Regions from separate parts of the Mus musculus genome. Here region 1 is linked to region 2. A link is a contact called in public Hi-C data. All regions are on one chromosome and are shown on one strand. Each heading gives the region's core, a stretch centred on a gene start, on an enhancer-like site or on the middle of the called end of the contact. The rest is flanking DNA. Distances are from core to core; before and after follow the strand shown.

Evidence for each region. A called contact is a pair of places that touch in the nucleus more often than the background predicts.
Region 1: a Hi-C map of cerebellum shows a contact between it and region 2, with 2.5 times the contacts expected there. The contact joins two enhancer-like sites. A contact is called at or near these places in 3 of 484 Hi-C or Micro-C datasets (cerebellar granule neurons and cerebellum) and 1 of 115 datasets of contacts at active chromatin or transcription factors (embryonic forebrain).

What each region holds. Positions count from the first base shown.
Region 1 is chr4:76,437,086-76,442,715 of GRCm38.p6, forward strand. All of the region lies in intron 10 of Ptprd (protein tyrosine phosphatase, receptor type, D), which reads right to left. Among named protein-coding and RNA genes, the nearest start is that of Gm42303, 11 kb to the right of the region's middle. Within about 2 kb of position 4,121, at least 22 of the 459 cell types and tissues checked have an H3K27ac peak or open chromatin away from gene starts, as enhancers often do. A contact at or near this core is called in cerebellar granule neurons and cerebellum, where this site is marked.
Region 2 is chr4:75,465,441-75,471,098 of GRCm38.p6, forward strand. No RefSeq gene overlaps it. Among named protein-coding and RNA genes, the nearest start is that of Gm42299, 120 kb to the right of the region's middle. Within about 2 kb of position 1,796, at least 9 of the 459 cell types and tissues checked have an H3K27ac peak or open chromatin away from gene starts, as enhancers often do. A contact at or near this core is called in cerebellar granule neurons and cerebellum, where this site is marked.

The DNA of each region.
Region 1 (5,630 bases), core at 2,871-5,370, 970 kb after region 2:
ACAACCGGGATTGTGTTAATAAGGAGACGACTAGTCTGGAGCTCCAGGGAGTCAACTGGGGAATCTTGAGGTTTTGGCATCTTAGGTCCTTAGCAAAAATGTGTGAAATTTAGTTTAATGTTCTTTTTTATAATGTTTAGAAAATTTCCTATTTAGTATCTGAGAAATGACCCTTACCATGACAAAACCCCAATATGTTGCCCCCAGGGCTCTTAGTCTTTACCTGCACTTATAGGGATATGTGTGATGCTTCACTTTAGAGCATAAATATTCTAAATGGGGGCAGAGAAACATGCTTAGGAGGCCACTTATTTCTGGTCTTCTTCCCATAAGAAACACCACATTGGTATGGGTATATAGATGAAAGACAGCCTCTGCTTGCTACATTGTTTTTCTTCAAGTTAATGGCCAAGAACAGGAACATTACAACTTAAAAGCCCTACTGCACTTCTCTGTGTCTAAAGAAGATTTTGAAATGTTTCCCCAGTCAACAAAGGTAGCAGATCTTACCACATTTGACTGAAGAAATGCTAATCACGGGAGCATTACTTTTAAGTAATGTACTTTTAAAAATGTTTGGAAGCCATCTACTCTTCACTGTTTGTTTTTAAAATTATGAACTGACTAGTATGTACACTAGTATACTTCTTAAAGTGCCCTATCATTTTACAAATGTTATGAACATAAAATAGCATTCAATGTGAGTCCAAGAAGATGCATATTTTAAACATTTCTCATAGAAACTAACCATCTGTACAATAAGCCACTGTCTATTCTACCAAAGTGATTTATTAAAGATAATGAAGCGTATGATTTAATAGCTGCCACAAATCCTTTTTCAAATAGAATGGGCATAAATAATACAAAAAGATAGTCCAATAATAGGCAAGTCCTAACCTAAGATCTATGCTATATACTGGGTCACAGGAAGCCACATGTGCTCAGTTAACTGTGGAAGAAGTGAAAGCGAAGAGTGGCTATGTATATAGCAAAGATCAGGCTCCCCATTTCTTACTTTATGAATCACCACGATCGTGATTTAGCAAAACCCTTTTCCCCAACAGACAGCACAGAGATCTCCAATTGGAGGTTAGGATGAAGCAACTCAAGTTTTACAAAACTCTGTTAGTGCAAACCACAATGGGCAGTGTTTCCCTCACCCTGACAACCGCTTAGCATCTTGCACACTGCTGTGGGCAATTCATTAGAAGATGAATTCTCAATAGGAGCGCAACAGAGTTTAAGAATTAAATAAGATCTCAGAAATCTCTGCCATGTTCATGCATATCTGCACCCTCCCATGAGACCCAATTCCAACCTATGTCATCTATTACCCACAATTTTGAAAAGTATGCATGGCCAGATGTCAAAAGCTATTGCTTTTAGCAATAGCAATAACATTCTATTCATTATTAATGTTTTAAATGTATAACACCGAAGTTGCATACATTATTTGACTCTAACATCCAGTCATCACTTCCTATTTGCAAATTAGCTATCTCCGGTAGCAGGCCTGTCTTCCCACATCCTTATGGAATCAGTGTGGCAAATTTCTAACAAGAGGAAATACAAGCCGTCTCACATGCCAGCTGTTTGGCGTGAACAGACTGTCTGGCTCTGCCTTACAGTCATGACATGGCCATTCACTAATAAGCTGGAGCATCTAGCCTGTTTGCCATACTACCCAGCCAGTCCATCTCAAATAAGACTGATGCTACAAATCCTAGTGTTCAAGAAACACCAAGCTTGAGAAAATGTCCGTGGTTCAAGATAAACAAGGGGCCTATGTGTGAGGCCTATGCATTCCTACTGCCCTTGCTCTTGGAAGCCTGGCTTGCCAGAACTGAGATCATTTTATTAGATGCCATTAGTCTCTGTTAGGACGGTCATTTGAATAACAACAGATTGGCAAGTATAAAACCAAGGCACCTGTTGTATATTTGGCAGCCTGGATGAAGCCCCTTAAAATGAAAACAAATAAGAGCTATAACCATGCCAAGCGATGGCTTTTGGTTCAATAATGACCATGTGTCAGAATTAAGTGCATCTGGGAATTCTTACCACAGCCAGATGTAAAGGCAGATTTGTCTTGTCTAGTGGCATATGACTGGATACACACAGTCTACTCAGATTTGGCTTTGTCGTGGTTTAGTAACCAACTAGGTAAGTGGAACCTTTTCAAACAAAATAAATTAAATATTGCAAAGGAGTCAACAATATGCTCATAAACTGGAGACCCTAAACATGTAATATTTGGACCGTGAACTAACTCATCTCTGATTTTTCTGTATGCCTTGGAAAATGAATGAGAGAGCATTCAAGTGGGAACAGAGACTGTTCAAGATTATAGAAAAGTCCCAAAGGGACACTGGGAACTGCAAAGACTTTGGCAAAGCTATAATATGTGTCTTTCGAGATGAGTAAGGGGAAAGAGGAAATGACTGTGGATGGTAAGGGAGCAAGACAAAAGGGTTTGAAAGGACACCAAGAATCAGGTGGCTTTGTTTAAGTATTTTTTCAAGGTTTGCAAACAGGGGTAACAGAAGCCAAATTCAAGTATGTTCTAGATAATAATGAAAGTTCAATCCAAATCAGCTTAGACAACTGTTGCTTGAAATCAGGGATTGCATACTTTCATTATAAGAATTATTTTTAAACATCACTTATTAACTACAAAAATTAAGTGTAGTGACACTTCCCTTAATTCTAGCACTCAAGAGGTACAGGCGGGAGGCTCAAGAGGTCAACGCCATCCTCAGCTGCTGAGCCAGTTAAAAACCAGCCTGGGATACAGGAGAGCCTGTCTCAAACAACAACAAAGGTGCTACATAACTGTGGGGGAAAAAAATCTCAGCACATGTTACCCACACAAGGTGATAGTTTCTGAATATCAATACAAGCATTTTCTTGGGGTTTGTTAAAGGTCAAGCTGACTACAGAACCAAAAAGCAAAGGTAGTCAAAGGCACATAAGAAGCTGCAGCTCAAGCAAAGAAAGGATGCTGGACTGTGCAGACAGAAGAAGTCTAGAAAGAGGCTAGTACTTATTCCAGTACCACCAAGATAAACAGAGAAGATTCAAGAGAAAATAGTCTAAATTATGGACTTTAAAATCAAATGCTAAACTCAGTTTTTCTTCTAAACTTTTTTTTATTTGTTAAAAAAAATTTCATCAGTTTCAGGTTGCACCTGGAAAACAAAGTCATACTCACATATATTTAGGCCACCATTGCTTAAAAGTAGTAACTAAGCAAGCATATGAGATTTGTTAAATTTGCTACTCTCAATTTCTAAGTATTTTTTAAGTATTTTTATGTAAAGACGTTTATTACGAACCAAAATGTGGATACGTTCTCAGCACAAAGAAAATAGTGCTGCCCCATCCTTCCTAGAGGTTATGGTTAATAGATTAATTTATAGAAAAGTTTGTGGCTAAATAACCCAGTGTTTGCATTGTGAGAAACATTTTGGAAACTTGGACCCAAAGGACTTAAATGTTAAGACACAAAAAAGCTCATAAAAGAAGAAAAGCATTCTCCATGTGACTTTATGTACCATGTCTGATTTAAAACTTCAGGGTGCCCTGCTGTCAAGAAAACAAATAATTATCCAAAGCATCACACAAATATACCATCCTGAATTTTATTCTTTAGAAAACCATAATTAGTCAGAAATAGTTATCTGAAACATTATTCCACTCCCTACCCCAAAACAGTCCCTAATAAGCTCCTATAAAATAGGTTAAATGGAGAAAAAAAATAATCAACTTGCCCATCTGTTATTGATAATAAAATTATCAAGAGAGCAGTAAATGCAAATATTTTAGAAGCCATTCTAACGGACGAAAGTTCCCAGATAACCGTGCAGTAGGCTGGCTGCCAGCAAGCAGAGCAGGTATGCGCCACCCCCTTGGCAGAGCTCCACCTCTTTGAAGGGAGGCTGCTCTTTGGAGATTCCTGCTTGATTTATACTTCGCTTTATAAAAATGCTTTTGATTCCTAGTGGGTAGTATGAAAGTGCCAGGTTTTATTACTTTAAAATCATTTTTGGTACAGATCCTTCACCTAACCATATCCAGGACTGAGTCCAACTCTCGTCACTGCCTTGGAAACCCCACATAGCAGAGCTGGAAAGCAACAACAGCCAAAGGTCAACTGCCCAAACCCCTGTAGGGAAGAGTGTTTCTCAGTAGAATAAGGAAGAGACTCTTCAGAATGGGCAGAGAGACCCTACAGATGCTTATATTTTTCATAAATGTGTGCCAAAGAAACTGAACTTGCTTGCCATGTGTGAGATATATTTTTTAACTTTTGTTTTTTGTTCTGTTTTGTTCTTTTGTTTTTTTGTTTTGATTTTTGATTTTTTTTTGTTTTTTTGGTTTTCTTTTTTTTTTGTACACAAGAAAGAGGAGCTTAAGTGTGAAACAGATAGTTTAGTTGCTTACACTGCCTGACATAATTCTGGCCCTCATAATACCTTGAGCTCTCAATCTTGAGCTCAGTCCTAAACAGTTTTTCTTCCTCTGAAACTGTAACATAGAAATACTAATTAATGAGCATTTAATATACATAATATTAGTTTAGGGATTAGATGTAATACTGAAAGGAAGGAACCAAACAGAATGTCTAGCACCGCAGTAAGTACTCAGTACATTTTATCAACTACCACTAACAGCAACTACCACTAACATGACCACGAAAACACGGTGATCACTATCATTAGTGATCAATATCAACAATACTAATGGAAGTTTTCTCCAAAGAGGAATGCTGAATTCTTTCTCAAGAGTCCCAAGTTTTTTCAAGGGACTCAGCCTAGGGCATCCACATAACTTAGGCTGCCACTAAGCTATATCTCCTGTACCTCCAGCTTATCATCATAGGCATATATTTACAGTGGTTCTCAACCTCCCTAATTCTGTGACCGTTGAATACAGTTCCTCATGTTGTGGTGCCCCTCCCCATTACAAAATTATTTAATCACTGTAATTCTGCTACTATAATGAATGTTCATGTAAATATCCAATATATATGGTAATCTGATACGGGACCTTTATGGGGGTTGCAACCCAGAGACTGAGCACCTTTGGCTTATGATGAATTTATTCTTTACATTCATGATTTAAATTAAATACAACTCAAATTCAAATCCTTAGTTCCATTCAATCCAAAGAAAAAGACAGAGTAAGTGAGTTGGGCATTAGTTGGTTAGACAACACTTAGAAAGACTTCAATGATCACAAATTGATACAATAGACATAGAGGAAAGAGGGATTCTTGGAATCATATCTGAGAAGCAGAAAATCCCACGGCAGACACTCCCAAGATAGTTCAGGATCTGCTCTTGCTCAAAAACAGGTCACCTTGGGGCTCTGAGTGAGAAAGCTGGCAGGACATGCAAATTACAGTCAGCCTGCAGAGGACTGTGTCAGCTGTTGATGGGGAGTTTGCTCTTGATTGTATAGACAAGGGGAAAAGAAAATGCCACATTTCAGAAAAGAAGAGAGAGAAAACACTAAGACAACATGGAAAGCTATTTATGGGCTGCAGAACATCCAAGCACATGGTAAAGTCAGAAAGGGAAAGGAAGCCATACAATAAAGAAATTCCAGGAATAGAACTACAGAACTGG
Region 2 (5,658 bases), core at 546-3,045:
CCACAGCATGTTGTAAATTCTTGGTATAAGCCTTTCTGGAAATGTTGTGTTGCTGTGCATAGACAACCCACATTCAGAAAAGGCAAGGCCATTCATTGGGAGCCTGGATCACATCAGAAGTTTTTAAATATTGCCATCTAAGATTTCACTAGCTAGGGTTAAAAAAACCTTTTTTGAAGGGTTTTTCTCTAAAGTCTCATTTCTCATAAATCTCTGTTCATAGCCCTCTTCTGTATCTCTGTTCCATGTTATAGTCATAGGCTTGTACTCCCACACTTTTTCCATTGAAAATCCCCAGAAACTAAAACTAAAACCAACAAATAGACAATGTGCAGGATGAGAGATATTGGTGCACTAAGTCATAAGTGGAATGTCTTCATCAAACCCTCCCCTCAAGGCTTGGGGACTTATGTGGAAGAGGAAGCATGTAAGGCTACTCTTAGGAATAAAAGCCAACAAGGATAGATTATACTAAGGATACTTCCAGCCACAATAGGCCTAATATCCCTGTGATCTCACATGGACCTTGGCAGCATGCATAGATTCAAACCAGACAGGATCCAAATGCTGCAAAGGAGAAGCAGACCTAGGTTCCCACCCCTACCCCAAAAGTTCTCTGCAATCGGTCCCTTCATGCAAAGGGAACATTGGTCTTCTCTAATGGAGTCTCATGGGATATATTTACTACACTTTAGGGTAGGTCTCATCCTCAGAAGTAGATGACTAACACAAAATGAATTCAATAATATTTGTGGACTTTATGTGTCATGTACCTTGCTTGGTTTGAGTGTTGTTCTTATGCTTTTGCTTGTAAAATTTGGTTTCTGATTTTGTGCTTTTGTGGTGCGTATCTGTGTATGATGTGTGTTTCTTGTGGTTTGTTAATTTGTTTTCTTTAAAAAGACAGAAACAAATGGTGTGGGTGATTGGGTGGTTGGGAATGTGGGGAGAATCTGGCAACATTTGGGAGTAGGGAGAATAATATAGCCAATGAAAACAATTTATTTCCATAAAAAATGTTTGGTTTAACAACAAAGAAAGAAAACCAGAGAATGTAACATAATGATCTTCAAATATTAAGAACTATTTGAAAAAGACTGGTAAAGGTCTTGGGTCTACAATTAGACACACAAAGTGGCTTATGTTAAATGGAAGGTTAAAACTAGCCATGTGGCTCTCCCTTCTTGGCCTCTGAATACAGGTTTGCTATAGTGAGTAACTGATATGTTAATTGTTATATAGGAGTGGTGAGACTTAAGTTGAAGTGGAAAAATATGTGAAATGAGAATGTATCGTAACAATTTGCATCCTGTACATCAGGAATATGGTAAGTAGTGTAGAATTAAGGGATGCAAAATTATCCCATTGAGTTTTGTCTCAGCCTTTCACATGAGTTTCAGATTCCTTTTCTGTGTGAAATTTGTCACAGATTGTGGTTACACAACACTTGAAGGGGATAAGAACACTCTCTGCTCCCTTCCTGCATGCTGACAGATGAAACGGAACATGTTGGCTCAGCTACTTTCTCCCACCGGGATGTATTTAAGACAGCATGGTTGATACTCCTCTGGGAGTCTGTGTTCAGACAGGAGTGGAGCCAGTTGTGGGGAAGTCAGCAAATGCCAACAGCAAGGAAGGAGGGAGAGCAAGAACTTGGAGCATTTTTCTTCTCTCCAGGGGAAAGGTCTTTGAGGAGCAGAGCAACGTGAAAAGCCTGTGTCCACAGTGCTGGAACTCAGTGAACAGCTCAAGTCTCAGCAGGAAGCAGAGGCATAAAGCCAGGCCATGTGGACCAGGCACAGAAGTCAGAGGGAAAATAGGACTACCATTTGGTGAGGCCCCAGGTACCTAGAACTCACACTAGGCCTACCAGATTATTTTCTGGCTCTGTCTGGTAAAACTGCAATGCCTCGCACTCTGCCTGTGTTCCACTTCTGCCAGGAGGACATTAGCATTTTCTGTTGGGACTAGTGGAAAGAGGCAAAGAAACAGTTCTGTGGTACATAAAACGAGTGTCCTTCTGCCATCTAAGGATCCCCCAGTCACACTGAGTTGAGAATAGTTCCATGGCCAGAGATGTAGGGAAAATGGAATGGGAGGGGACTACACTCTGAATAAATGTTCAGAGCAGGCTGGGGACTAATGTCACTATGTACCATTCCAAACATGTCTGTTTTGTTTTGTATTTAAATACCATATCTAACAAGGTACGCCAACAATAAGTAGAAGAATAACAAAATTGGCAGCTGATATATCAAATCATGGATTAGTTTAATTGAGTCTGAAATGTGGCTAAATAAAGGGAAACAAAGTATACATGTTCATAAACAGAAATACAAGGAGAGTTTTGAATTTCATCAGCATCCCTCCATAACACCACATCAACTCCCAGGCACAGCAGCACCTAGTGCCTTTCTCAGTAATTCTTAGAAAATTGCTTGCTTCTAATACTTGTGTCTGAAGATGTTGTCTGCATATATTGTTGTATAACAAATGTCTCCATAAATTTCATATGGTGAAGATCTAACCTTCACAATCTGTATTTGGGAATCAGGAAGGAATTAAGAGTCAAAGAAGCCACAACAGTAGAAGCCTGGGGAGTCAAAAGTCACTGTTTTGTAAATTTGGGGGTTACAGAGGTAAAGGAGAAATGACAGCTAAAAAGATTGATGCTGGATTTAGGAACTAGGGAGGTGGGAGAGGAAAGGAAAGAGGAGAGAAGGAAATGAGAAAGAGGAAAGAAGGAAGAAGAGGAAATGAAGAGATGTACATGGAAATACAGGAGGTTTGAGATGGGGAAATGGGAGTTCTCATTTGGGGGAAACAGGTTGGATATGAATACACTGCATTCATGTATAAAATATTAATGAATACATAAGATAAAATACAAAATAACAAAATATTCATTAAAAAGTATAAGAAGTGAAATTGAAAAATATTACCTACTCATATGCAAAAAGCATAAAGGGGTCTTGGGGTGTGGATGGTGGTATAGGACTTTGAGGCACTGGACTGCTGGAATGATAAACTTATCATTCCATATGCATATTTCCCATGGCTCCCACTCTATCATTCTCTTTCCATTTCAAACCACCATTTCAGGACCTTTTAGGTGTCCCACAATTATGCAATAGAGCATATATTTATGGCAAATCCCAGACACCATGAGGTAGTTAAGATGAACAATATGAAACCATAAAAGATTGAGGTTTTCTGATACTTTCCTTGCATTATAATTTAATTGCCAATGGTTTTCTAGGCACTATTCCCCATGCAAATGGATTAAAATATCCTGGAGGAAAATAAAAATCTTTATTGTGAGAGCTGTTTTTTTTTTAAATAAAAATAAACAAAGTTCAGAGAGAAGAAGCAACGTGAGCACTGACAGTGAGAGAGGAAGATTTCCTTACAACGCTTAAGTTGAGCAAACATTCCCCACCAGAAAGGATATTACAATGTTGTTGTTTTAGCCTTTGTTGTCTTAGAGGAGTGTCACACATAAACCTGATTTTTCTAAGTTCTTATCAAAACTATTAGTTCATTCTCCCTTTTCACTTTTACTTCCTTGATCAGGAAACAGCACTTACGGATAATACTTGTAGATTATTCAAAAAGGAAATAAAGACAAATGTTATGACTTAAATAAAAGTGTGATCAGCTGTCTCAAGCTCCTATTGCTATGACTTCTCTATGATGATGAAATGAATCCCTTCAAACTGTAAACCCAGGTAAAACCTTTCTGCCTTAAGCTAATTTTGTCGAGGTATTTTATTACAATGATAGAAAAAGTAACTAATAACAAAGATATGCTCATATTCATTATAAGTATGCTGGGAAACTAATGGATGCAGACTATTTTCTTATTGGAATTATTTCCTTGGATAATGTGGGCTACTGAAGTATTAGCCATTCAAAACTGTGTCTGAGATAATTACAGGCAGTGATGAGCTCAGGTTACTGTGCTATAGTGGTCATATGTAAAGGTTTGTCCTAGGTAGAAAAAAAAAAACAAATTTCAAATGAGAATTGGACCCTACTATAAACCCACAGCTATGGTTCGTCTTCAAATAATGATATTCACCATATTTGCCACATCCTTGGGCATTAGAGCTTGTGACAATTACTACTCTACCTGAAAGTCTGCTTGGAATTGGCCCACATATTTACTAAGTGATCACATTTAATAGAGCTTAGGGGAAATAGAGCAGGTGGAAATAAATTCCACTATTTCCTGAGCCTCTACTTCTGGCCTGCTGCTTGTTATACATACTCTCTCAATTCATATTCACATTACTCCATCAAATGAACACTGTCTGTCCTTCTTCACCATCTTCAGATTGAAAGTAAACTTAGAAGGAACAACCAAATGCTCAAAGTTTCACTAGACCTGGAACCCAGAATTTGTGACCACCAAATTCTACCCTTTGGATCAGTTGTTTTATTTAGAATTTCTGTTGCTGTGAAGGAATATCATGACCACAGCAACTCTTATAATGAAAAACATGTAGTTGAGGCTGACTTACAGTTCAGATATTTAGTCTATCATCATAGTGGGGTGCATGGCAGCACACAAGCAGACATAGTATTACAGAGGTAACTGAGAGTTCTTTATCTGGATTGGCAAGTGGCAGGGATAGGGAGACATTGGGCCTGACTTGAGCATTTGAAACCTAAAACCCCACCTGCAATGAATTGATTCCTCAATCAAGGCTACACCCACCCCAAGAAGGCCTTAACTCATAATAGTGCCACTACCTAATAACTAAGCATTCAAACAGTTAAGTCTATGAGGACCACTCCTATTCAAACCACCACACTAGTTGTCATACTTCTACAATTGCTTCATTATTCTCCTGTTGCTGGTTTTACTGACCTATGCTGGTTCTATGGGACTGTATATTTAAATATTTGGGCAAATGATTAGCTTATACCAATGCAAACTACTTTTAAAATACTACTAACCTGTGATCATTATTCCTATAATGCAAATTAAGTAATTAAATTTTAATAGATCTTAAAAAGCAAAATGTGAAGAAATTTTCAGACAAATCACTAATATAGCAGTCCTTTCTGTCTTACCCATTCCAAGACATGTGATCTCTAGGCATTGGGAAACGGCTGTCTTGGAATTATAGGGAACTGCCATTCTGACAATAGAATCGAATCCCATTACCAACTCGGAGAAAACTCACTGTTCATTACAAGAAAAATTGCAGATTGATTCTGTCTGCAGACCTACATTTTTTTAACATCATGAAATAACTTGTTACACAAACATATAACAGTATTGATGGGATACGAAAATAAGGAGAGAAATTTAGCCACAATTGTGACTCTTTTAAAATCTATTTTCATTCTTCTCTCTTCTTTTCTAGTTTTGTTCTCTCCATGTAATTTTTTTCAATGTTAAAAATCTATCAGCGATATAAATTTGTGTTCTATCTCTGCTTTCATTAAACACGAGAATGGAAGCATTGCCCTGGCCATTGTTGCAACTCCTGCTGCCCTATCTAGAAGACAAGGACAGTCCACACTTTCTGTTGGGGTCAGGCTGTCAGCAACTACAATGCATCAGGACTGCCATGGGAACAGTTATGGAGAAAGGGGCTTCTTTTGCTCCTTGTTATGTTTGGTATTACCATGGTAAAATAATATGGC